Regions from separate parts of the Rattus norvegicus genome. Here region 1 is linked to region 2. Evidence: chromatin contacts called from public Hi-C data. All regions are on one chromosome and are shown on one strand. The core of a region is the stretch at or near the end of the contact, and the rest is flanking DNA. Distances in the headings are between cores, read along the strand shown.

Region 1 (4,148 bases), core at 325-2,824, 140 kb after region 2:
TGCTATCTAGTTGGGCAAGATAATGGGTGGGTTTAGGGCCAGGGTGTGGGTTTGGTACCTGAGGTGGAAGATCCACACGTTAAGCAGTTTCTCACCAGGGAAAGTAGGAACTGCTGGGTTCTGACCTCATCTGGAAGCAGAGAATGTCTAAGCAGGATCTATTTCTCCATCACACTGCCTCCCTCACACCCCAACAGCAAAAACAAGACTCGGTAGCTCCCTGTAACAGCACTTGCTGTACGAGGCCATTCACTGGAGGATGGAAAGATACTACAGGGAAGTTTACAAGAAATGTTATTTGGAGGAAATGATAACTTTAAGAAAATTAATTTCTTCTTTCCCCTGGGTGACATGCGAACATAGTTTTCTTTTAAGACGTTGAAAATTGTTACTGTAACTGTAAAGCCTCTTTGTTGACTATCACTACCTTTTCTATCTCAGATGTTTCTTCTCCTCTGCCACCAGGGACAGTGTAAGTTTGTCTCAGATTTTTCTAGACATTAAATGTTGTTGACCTACAAGTATGTCTTTATAGAAAATATCAAGAAAGAAACAAAGAAACAAAGAAGCAAAGAAAGAGAAGGAAGAAGGAAAGTATTCTTTTGTAGATGTGTTTTGATCACAGACTGTTCTACTGCTTTGATTCCGCACTGTTATATTTTGGATGCAGGAACTGAACTCAGAGCCCCACACTTGCTAACTATTCTTCAAAAGGCCAGCCTTTTACTTTTCGAACTGAGGCCAGCATCAAGGAGATCTTTCAGTGCCCCACCCATAGACCCATCTCCTTTCTGATCGCTATGGGGTGGTGTTCTATAATTAGAAAAGTTTACTTAAAGTACTCTTACCAAAGACCGTTGCCATTGTTTCTAGTTTTTTGTTTGTTTGTTTGTTTTTTACTGACTGGTCAGGGCTGCAGCAACGCCCTTTTAATTGCTTCTTGGGCATTTACAACGTCAGTGTTTCCCTTAGAAAAGATCCCCCAAAACGTGATCTTTGCTTTAGACTGGAAACAGACTGAATCAGTCCAGCGTGGGTGTAGGGGCGTGAGTGTAGGCACGTGGGAGGGGGAAGAGGATGGTTAGAGGGGACTCCATATGTGGTGGAAAGTATTTGTCTCTCGGCTGTGGAGGTTGGTTACGCGGTGCTTTTTGAACTGCACACTTAAAGTGGGCGCATTTAACTGTTTGGACTGCTTTTACCCTACTAACGCTCACTTTTAAAAAAGGACCGCCAGGGCTATGTAGAGAAACCCTGCACACACCCCGCCTACGCCTCAAAATGATTCTGGCTTGGGCCTTGCCCCCTCGCTCCCGGGCCTCCTTGCTACAAACTGTTCTTCCACGAATGGAGTTGCCTGGGGTCTGGTGGCTCAACGCGCGTGTTCCCTGAGGTCCCCAAAGTTGGCAGAACCGCCCCAGCCCCACGAGGCGTCTACACGTCCGCACCTGGCGTTCCTAGGAGGGCGGGGTGGTCCTCTCTAGTCCCGCCCATCCGCCCTCCCTCCGTGGGCGTGGCTTACAGCGGCCCGCCCTCCCGGTGGAGCCAGGCATCAGGTCCAGCCTGCTAGAAGCCGTTGTAGGTGTTCGCGTCGCCGCCGCCGGCATCGTGGAGCTCGGGCCCTCTTTTACCCGGGATTTTTGTTGTCGCCTGGGATCAGCGGTGACATCGCAAAGGGCAGGCCCGGCAGCTGCCATGGTGGCCAAGGATTACCCCTTCTACCTCACTGTCAAGAGGGCAAACTGCAGCTTGGAGGCGCCCCTGGGCAGCGGGGTGGCCAAGGACGAGGTAGGACGCGCCCTCCACACACCTGCACCTCGGGCTTCTCCGCCACCTCACCTTGTATACCGCACACTTTCTCTCCATCTCCCCGGAGTGCTGCGCTTCTCCGGATCGCCCCTTCAAATGCTCCCTCTCGCCTTCTCTTGGCTCCTCTATCCCTGCCCCTCTCTCCCTGCGCCCGGGAACCGCAGTTTCCTGACGCTGCCTCTCTCCTACTGGAGAGTCCGGCAGACAGAACTCCAGTCTCTGTCTAGAGCCCGCAAAGGCATCTACCTACCGCTGCCCTGTTAGGGAGGCCTGGGTGTCAGGAAGAGCCCCTCGTAAAGCAATGTGTCCCCGTCCTCGGTCGGGGTTAAGAGAGCCTAAGTTCTTTGAGACCGGTTCAGATATCTCACCAGACACACTTGGTTTTGTAGCTGTTTGAGAGCAAGGGCAGGACAGAGCACCTTTACTTGTCAAAAGTAACCAATAAAGGAGGTTGGAGGAAGAGTGTCGTTCATTTTGGGTCTAAGCTAAAAGAGTAATTGAGGCTGAAAATGAGCTATACGCTGGTGAATTCGCTGTCTTAAAGACTAGAAACAGTTCCCTTTCTGGGAACTTGGGCGCAGGGAGAGAGGCAGTGCCCTTGGGTAATTGAGGGAGTCCTCTCAGTTTGGTTTTCTTAAGCTTTCCCCTCCCGCCCCCGTGTGCTCTGTCTCTGGCAAGTTGCTGACTGCCCTTAAAAGAGTTAGTAGGTTAAGCTGGGGGAGAAGACTATTCTCGTACTTTTTCAGGGTTTTAGAGAAGACAGTTGCCTTATCAGATCCTAGCCTTGCTGTGGTGGCGTCTATAGCACCAGCTAATCATCCCCCCCCCCCGTGTGTGTGTGTGTGTGTGTGTGTGTGTGTGTGTGTGTGTGTGTGTGTTCTCCACTTTCCTCTGCCTCACTCTGAGAACCACCAAGACGGGGGGGGGGGGGCGGGTGGGCAGTGGTGGTGCTGGAGGCAGATGTGTGTCCCGCCCAGTCACTGCACGGTTGGTTCCACCTATGCGACACATGTAGGTCTGTCTGCTCAGTGTGTGCCCTTGACTCTGAATTCTGTATAGGTGTATTTGGAGATTCATTTCCTCCAACAGTGCCTCCTTGCAGCAGGACTCTGCCAGGCTCTGGTTATACAAGATAAAACCCTCTCCTTTCCGTAGCTAGTTGAATATTTGTAGAGCTCGTAGTCTCAGCAGCTATGGAAGTGTGACGGGTTCTCATCTGTTTGGACAGGGTGGTACCTTCCTGGGGTTCAGGTTGTTACTGCCTGGGTTAGATATGAGTTTTCAGTAGGGATGGGGCTGGTGGCTTCTCAGACTTCTGGGAGGAAAAAAAAAGCATAGCCAGTTCGGTTAATAAACTAAAATGGGTCAGAGAAGATCATAGTGAAAATAGTTGTGAATTCTGACCGGGCTTTGCTCTTTTTGTCCTGTGTTTTGGAGTCCTGTGGTAAAGGCTTAAGTGAAGCTGCCTGCTTATTCTTTTCTTGTTAGTCATGGTCTGTAGATATGTGCTCTAGCATTTCGTGAACTGTTATGCTAATTTTCCTCATCACTAATATTTTTATATTCCCTTTGTGGGGATGTACTTGTGTGAAAACAAGGATGGGAGGTGAATGCTTTTGGGGAATATTGGTAAGTATTTTTCAGGGATCACCACTGAGTTGTATTAATATAATTATTTTTACCATAATAAAAGTACACTTGACACAACTTGAGACAGAGATAGATGTCTCCAACTTCATTGGTCAGGTATAAATAGCTTCCCAGTAATGGAGATGGACAAGGTTGGAAAAAGAAACTTAAGTGGGTTTCAGGGGAAGTTTTCTTGTTTCTGTCTGCACAAAGGGCGACTGAACAGAAATATATTTTCTGCCGGTAGGTGTCGCCAGTATTTATAAATGTCTAAAAACAACCACTAAAACCCACGTTCACTTACTGCCTTTTAAGAAAAACAAGATTATATAATTGTTTATAAAATAGATATTGTTAAGTCCTGTGAATGTTTCTTTTTTGAGAAACTTTGTTTCTTTGTAAAAAGAAGATAATGAAAGGAAGCCTGTCTCTCTGAAGGCCTTCTTGCGATGACAGGACTCGTTGACCTTCAGGGTAGTTGTGGCTGAGCACCTGTGCCAGCCACCATGCGTGATGGCTGTTCCTCCTGAGCACATTCTAGGGAGAACTGCGTGCAGCATGGCCTCGGCTGGTTTCTTCTAGTACTCAGTCACCAGCAACTTTCTGTTCACCTAACAGAAAAGTCAGCGGGGAGCAGGTCACCAGATGACATCTATCTGAGTAAAAATGCTGAAAAAATTCTCTTCAGGGTTTAATTTAAATGCTTCTTT
Region 2 (4,265 bases), core at 311-2,810:
CTCAGCCCTGATTTCCCTACCTATAAAAACACCACAGTCCCGTGTGTGACTTTGATATATTTGGAGATTTGAAGTGCACGTTAGCCATGGATGGTCTTTCTACCCTGTACTGTGGCTCTCTAACAATAACCCAAGACATTATTTATACACAGTAGCAATCTTCAGTTCTGGATCCTTAGCTGCCTGAAGCTGCCCCGGCTCCACTCAAATCCCCTTCCCATCTATTTTGCCCATAGGATTCTTCTTTTACCCTGGCTTTCATTTTCTTCCTGGATCCTTGCTACATCCCCCACCTCCACCCACCTAACTAACTCCTTTGGAGTCACGGAGAATGATGAGTTCAGACTTTACCTCAGGGAGAAGAAACTGACTAGGACACAAACATATTGTGGGAAAGGTAGGAAACTGGAAGATTCCAGAACAGGCCAGTCAATACCTCCTGAGTCTGACCCCAACTTGTCTTCTCAGCCACTGGCCACTGTCCCTGGCCCAAACCTGCTAGGGCTTTCTGGAAGGAAAAGGCAGATTGGACTTAGGGTGTGATTCGTAATGTTAAGAGTCTAGTAGCCATGAGGACAGTCTCTTAAGATGGTGTTGGGACACTCTGGGCCTTTGGACACTCAGAGAGCACAAGCAGCCGGAATCCTTTGTGTATCTGGTGCTTCAGCACTCATAGGGGCATTCATTCGTAGATGACATTCAAGTGTGCCAGAAAACAAGAATACCAGCAGCAGCAAGAAAACCTCCCAAGGAAAGGACAAATGTAATCTTTTCCTATCAGTTCTTCTGTTGAGAAATGAAACCTTTTAGTTTTCAGTTCCTGTTTTATTTTGTTTACTTAAAATTTTAAAACACACATTGTGTGTGTGAGTATATGTGTAAGTATATGTGTGTGCGTGTGTGCATATGTGTGAGTGTGTGTGTGCATGTGTGCGTGTGTGTGTGTGTGTGTGTGTGTGCATCAGAGGACAGCTTCTGAGAGTCACTTCTTTCTTTGTGCCATGTGTGGCCAGGATCTGACTCCAGTTGTCAGGGTCAAGTGTCTTTGCCCATTTGTCTTGCCACATCTCAATTACAGTGTTTGCTTGAAAGGACTCAGTGATATTGCACTCACTTACCATGTACAAGGCCCTGGGTTTGATCCCCAACACAAAATGGGATGAGGAATACCAAAGATCTGATATGCGGTTTAATATTTTTTTTAAAGATTTATTTATTTACTTAATGTATATAAGCACACTGTAGCTGTCTTCAGACACACCCAACCCCATTACAGATGGTTGTGAGCCACCATGTGGTTGCTGGGAATTGAACTCAGGACCTTGAGAAGAGCAGTCGGTGCTCTTAACTGCTGAGCCATCTCTCCAGCCCCTGATACGCGGTTTAGATTGGTGGCCCAGTCCCTGCAAAGGGACGAGGCTCCTCCTGGCATTTCTGAAGGTGGCCACCAGAGGGCACTGTGCCCTCAAAGGGACGAGGCGCCTCCTGGCATTTCTGAAGGTGGCCACCAGAGGGCACTGTGCACCCACACTCCATGTGGTTTGTCTTCGCTTTGTCCTTGAGGAGGTTGGAGCCGTGCTCTTTCCAACCCTCAGCCCCTGAAAAGATTCACATCCAGCTATTTCCAGTGGAACACTGAGTTCTCCAGGAGGGGCCTTTCCCCATTAAAGCTGCAGCGACCTTGTTATTATAACACCCGGGTCTGCCCAGCAAAGTCCCGAAAGGAGTGCGTTCTCCAGTGTTCCTTTGGCCAGATGGGTGTGTGCTCTTACACAAACACGGATTAATTAATGCTGGACTCCAGAAGAGTTGACCTCTCAAACCAAACACTTCCACTGGACAGGATCTGCCCCCGCCCCTCAGTTGTACAGAAATCAAAAGGCAGTTACAGTAACTAGAGAATGCACGTGCCCAGGAGCTCGGACATTCAGAACACTGTGCTTCTCAAGGGGACATTTCAATTCCATCGAGTGGGTTATTCCCGTCCTACCAGTGCTATTGATAGTTTTGATGGGTAATATCTATTGTGTCGCATGCACGATGGGCATTATTTTAGGTACTTAAAAGCTTTAAAAAAAAAGTTACATTCATGGGGAAGGATATGGAGGTCAGGGGAAAACCTGCAGGAGTTAATTCTCCCCTTCCACCATGTTGGGCCTGGGATCAAACCCTGGTTGTCTGGCATAGCAACAAGCTCCTTTACCCACTGAAACACCTTGCCGTCCTCTCCATGGCTGTTTTTTTTTTTTTTTTTTGTTTTTTTAAAGATTTATTTATTTATTTCATGTGTGTGGGTACACCGTAACTGTCTTCAGAAACACCAGAAGAGGGCATCAGATCCCATTACAGATGGTTGTGAGCCACCATGTGGTTGCTGGGAATTGAACTCAGGACCTCTGGAAGAGCAGTCGGTGCTCTTGACCGCTGAGCCACCTCTCCAGCCCCGTCTCCATGGTTTTATGAGCAGGAGTTTACTAGCCCTTGGAAAATGGGATAAACTTACTACAAGCATGCTTACCCATCTGGTGAGGGACAGTGTAGAAATGACCCTCTATGGCATCACCTGTTCCTGCCTCTCACAAAAGCTCTGCTGCTGGAGAGGAGAGTCTTCTGCAGCATGGTGGCACTGTCTCAGTGGAGCACTGGCTCTGTCGTGGGAGCCCGGGCTCATCTTTGACCCTCTGATTCACACTTATTATTCTGTGTGCTCCAGCTTCTTCACCTGCTGGTTGTCGCTCTGTGTGTGTGTGTGTGTGTGTGTGTGTGTGTGTGTGTGTGTGTGTGTGTGGTGATACTCACAGAAGTCACCTAGAGTTGCAATACCAATTACCTGGGACATATTCTAACATATCTACCCTCCAAAGCTCTTAACAGGACCCCCATCAGATTTCCCTCCCAAGGTCATGCCCTCCTTTTAAATTTGTTTGTTTGTCAGCCCACTGAGTCTGATTAACACTACCCATGGGCACATGGGTGCTGGATTGTCCACTGGGGCATGGGAAATCTATGAGTGGCCGGGCTTCTTGGTATTTTTAAGATTGTGATTTCTGTAACCATTGTATTTCCCTTTCATTTTCTTTCCCAGCCCTCATGAGAGTGCACTGTCTCTTCTACCCATTCTTCCCCCCTACTCTATCCTCCCTGCCATCCAGGGCCTTCCCTGTCAGGGCCACCTTGGTTATCAAATCTCTCTGTAGGCAGAGCAGCCGTGAGAGCTTTGTTCAGTCATCATGGGCTTCCAGTACAGGGTCTGGCCTTGACCCAGCCCTCTTGACAACATTTCTGAATATTTGCTGGTTTCTTCCTAACTGTCCCCAGTTACAGCTCTCCCCAAGGCTGTGGTCCTGGTCATTCTGTCATGTGGATCCTTGATTTGTCACCTAGCCAAGTCGGGGAGATCACATTGATCTCAGCTGTGAATCTCAGTTCCTGTTTGCTGGACCGACTGCCTCCACTCTAGGGATCTTAAGCACAGGCCCATTCTCAAGTTCCCGGATCCTTCCAGAGAGAACTAGAGTACTGACAGCCATTTTGCAAGCAGCTCCATAGGAGGCCGAGTGGAGGCAGGCCCATAGGATCCCAGGGGTTCTGATTACAGACCCTGCCAGGAAGATAGCCTTGCTCCCTGCTTCATCTTGACATCTCTAGTTAGAAGTGGGTCCTAGAAGCCGGTGACTAAGTCACTGGGGAGTAGAAGGTGGTGTGTCTGCTGTTAACTTTCGATGGCCTTGCCCCCAATGAGCAGTTTCCTCTCTGGGGAGGAGAGGAGAGAGTACTGAGGCACAGGTACACGTAGCAGCAAGGATGTGTCTCCTGTGCCCTGCTGTGTGAAGAAAGTCAGGCAAATATGGAAGGCTGAGGTCTGTGGAATTCTGTGGATGTGACACACTGGAAAAGTCAAAATGATAGAAAATAGGAAGCATCAGGAGTTGCCCAGAGTCGGGCTGAGGAGGAGGGGGCTGAGGAGGGGCTTCTTGGAAGGGCTGTTTGGTGGTTCTGTTGTGCTGGCAGGCATACACCCACAAGGTCTACCAACACTCACACGCTCACACCCAAAGAGTGAATTTTACTGAGCACAAGGAAAATTTAAAAAGCAAGTTCAGGATGAAAGCTGCAGCTCAGTTGGTGGATGCTTGCCCACAGCCCTTCCTCTAGCTCTGGCCCTGCGTAAAAAGTGGGGGTGTCTGTGCACACCTGTAACCTTAGCAGGAAGACCGAAGTTTAAAACGGTCTTTGCGTAGTGAGTTTGAGGTCAGCCCGGAGTA

Evidence for each region. Hi-C and Micro-C count contacts between places; a contact is called where the count stands out from the background.
Region 1: a contact with region 2 is called in a Hi-C map of kidney, with 4 times the contacts expected there. The contact joins the promoter of Arhgef3 here to the enhancer-like site in region 2. A contact is called at or near these places in 11 of 12 Hi-C or Micro-C datasets (the A7r5 cell line, the Rat2 cell line, Schwann cells and 7 more) and 1 of 1 datasets of contacts at active chromatin or transcription factors (oligodendrocytes).

What each region holds. Positions count from the first base shown.
Region 1 is chr16:2,517,637-2,521,784 of GRCr8, forward strand. It overlaps Arhgef3 (Rho guanine nucleotide exchange factor 3), which reads left to right and starts at 1,575. Exons shown (of 10, transcript NM_001106061.1): 1 at 1,575-1,788. The coding sequence starts at 1,696.
Region 2 is chr16:2,378,726-2,382,990 of GRCr8, forward strand. It overlaps a transcript of Il17rd not described here and a transcript of Arhgef3 not described here. Among named protein-coding and RNA genes, the nearest start is that of Arhgef3, 140 kb to the right of the region's middle. Within about 2 kb of position 1,561, at least 6 of the 93 cell types and tissues checked have an H3K27ac peak or open chromatin away from gene starts, as enhancers often do. A contact at or near this core is called in kidney, where this site is marked.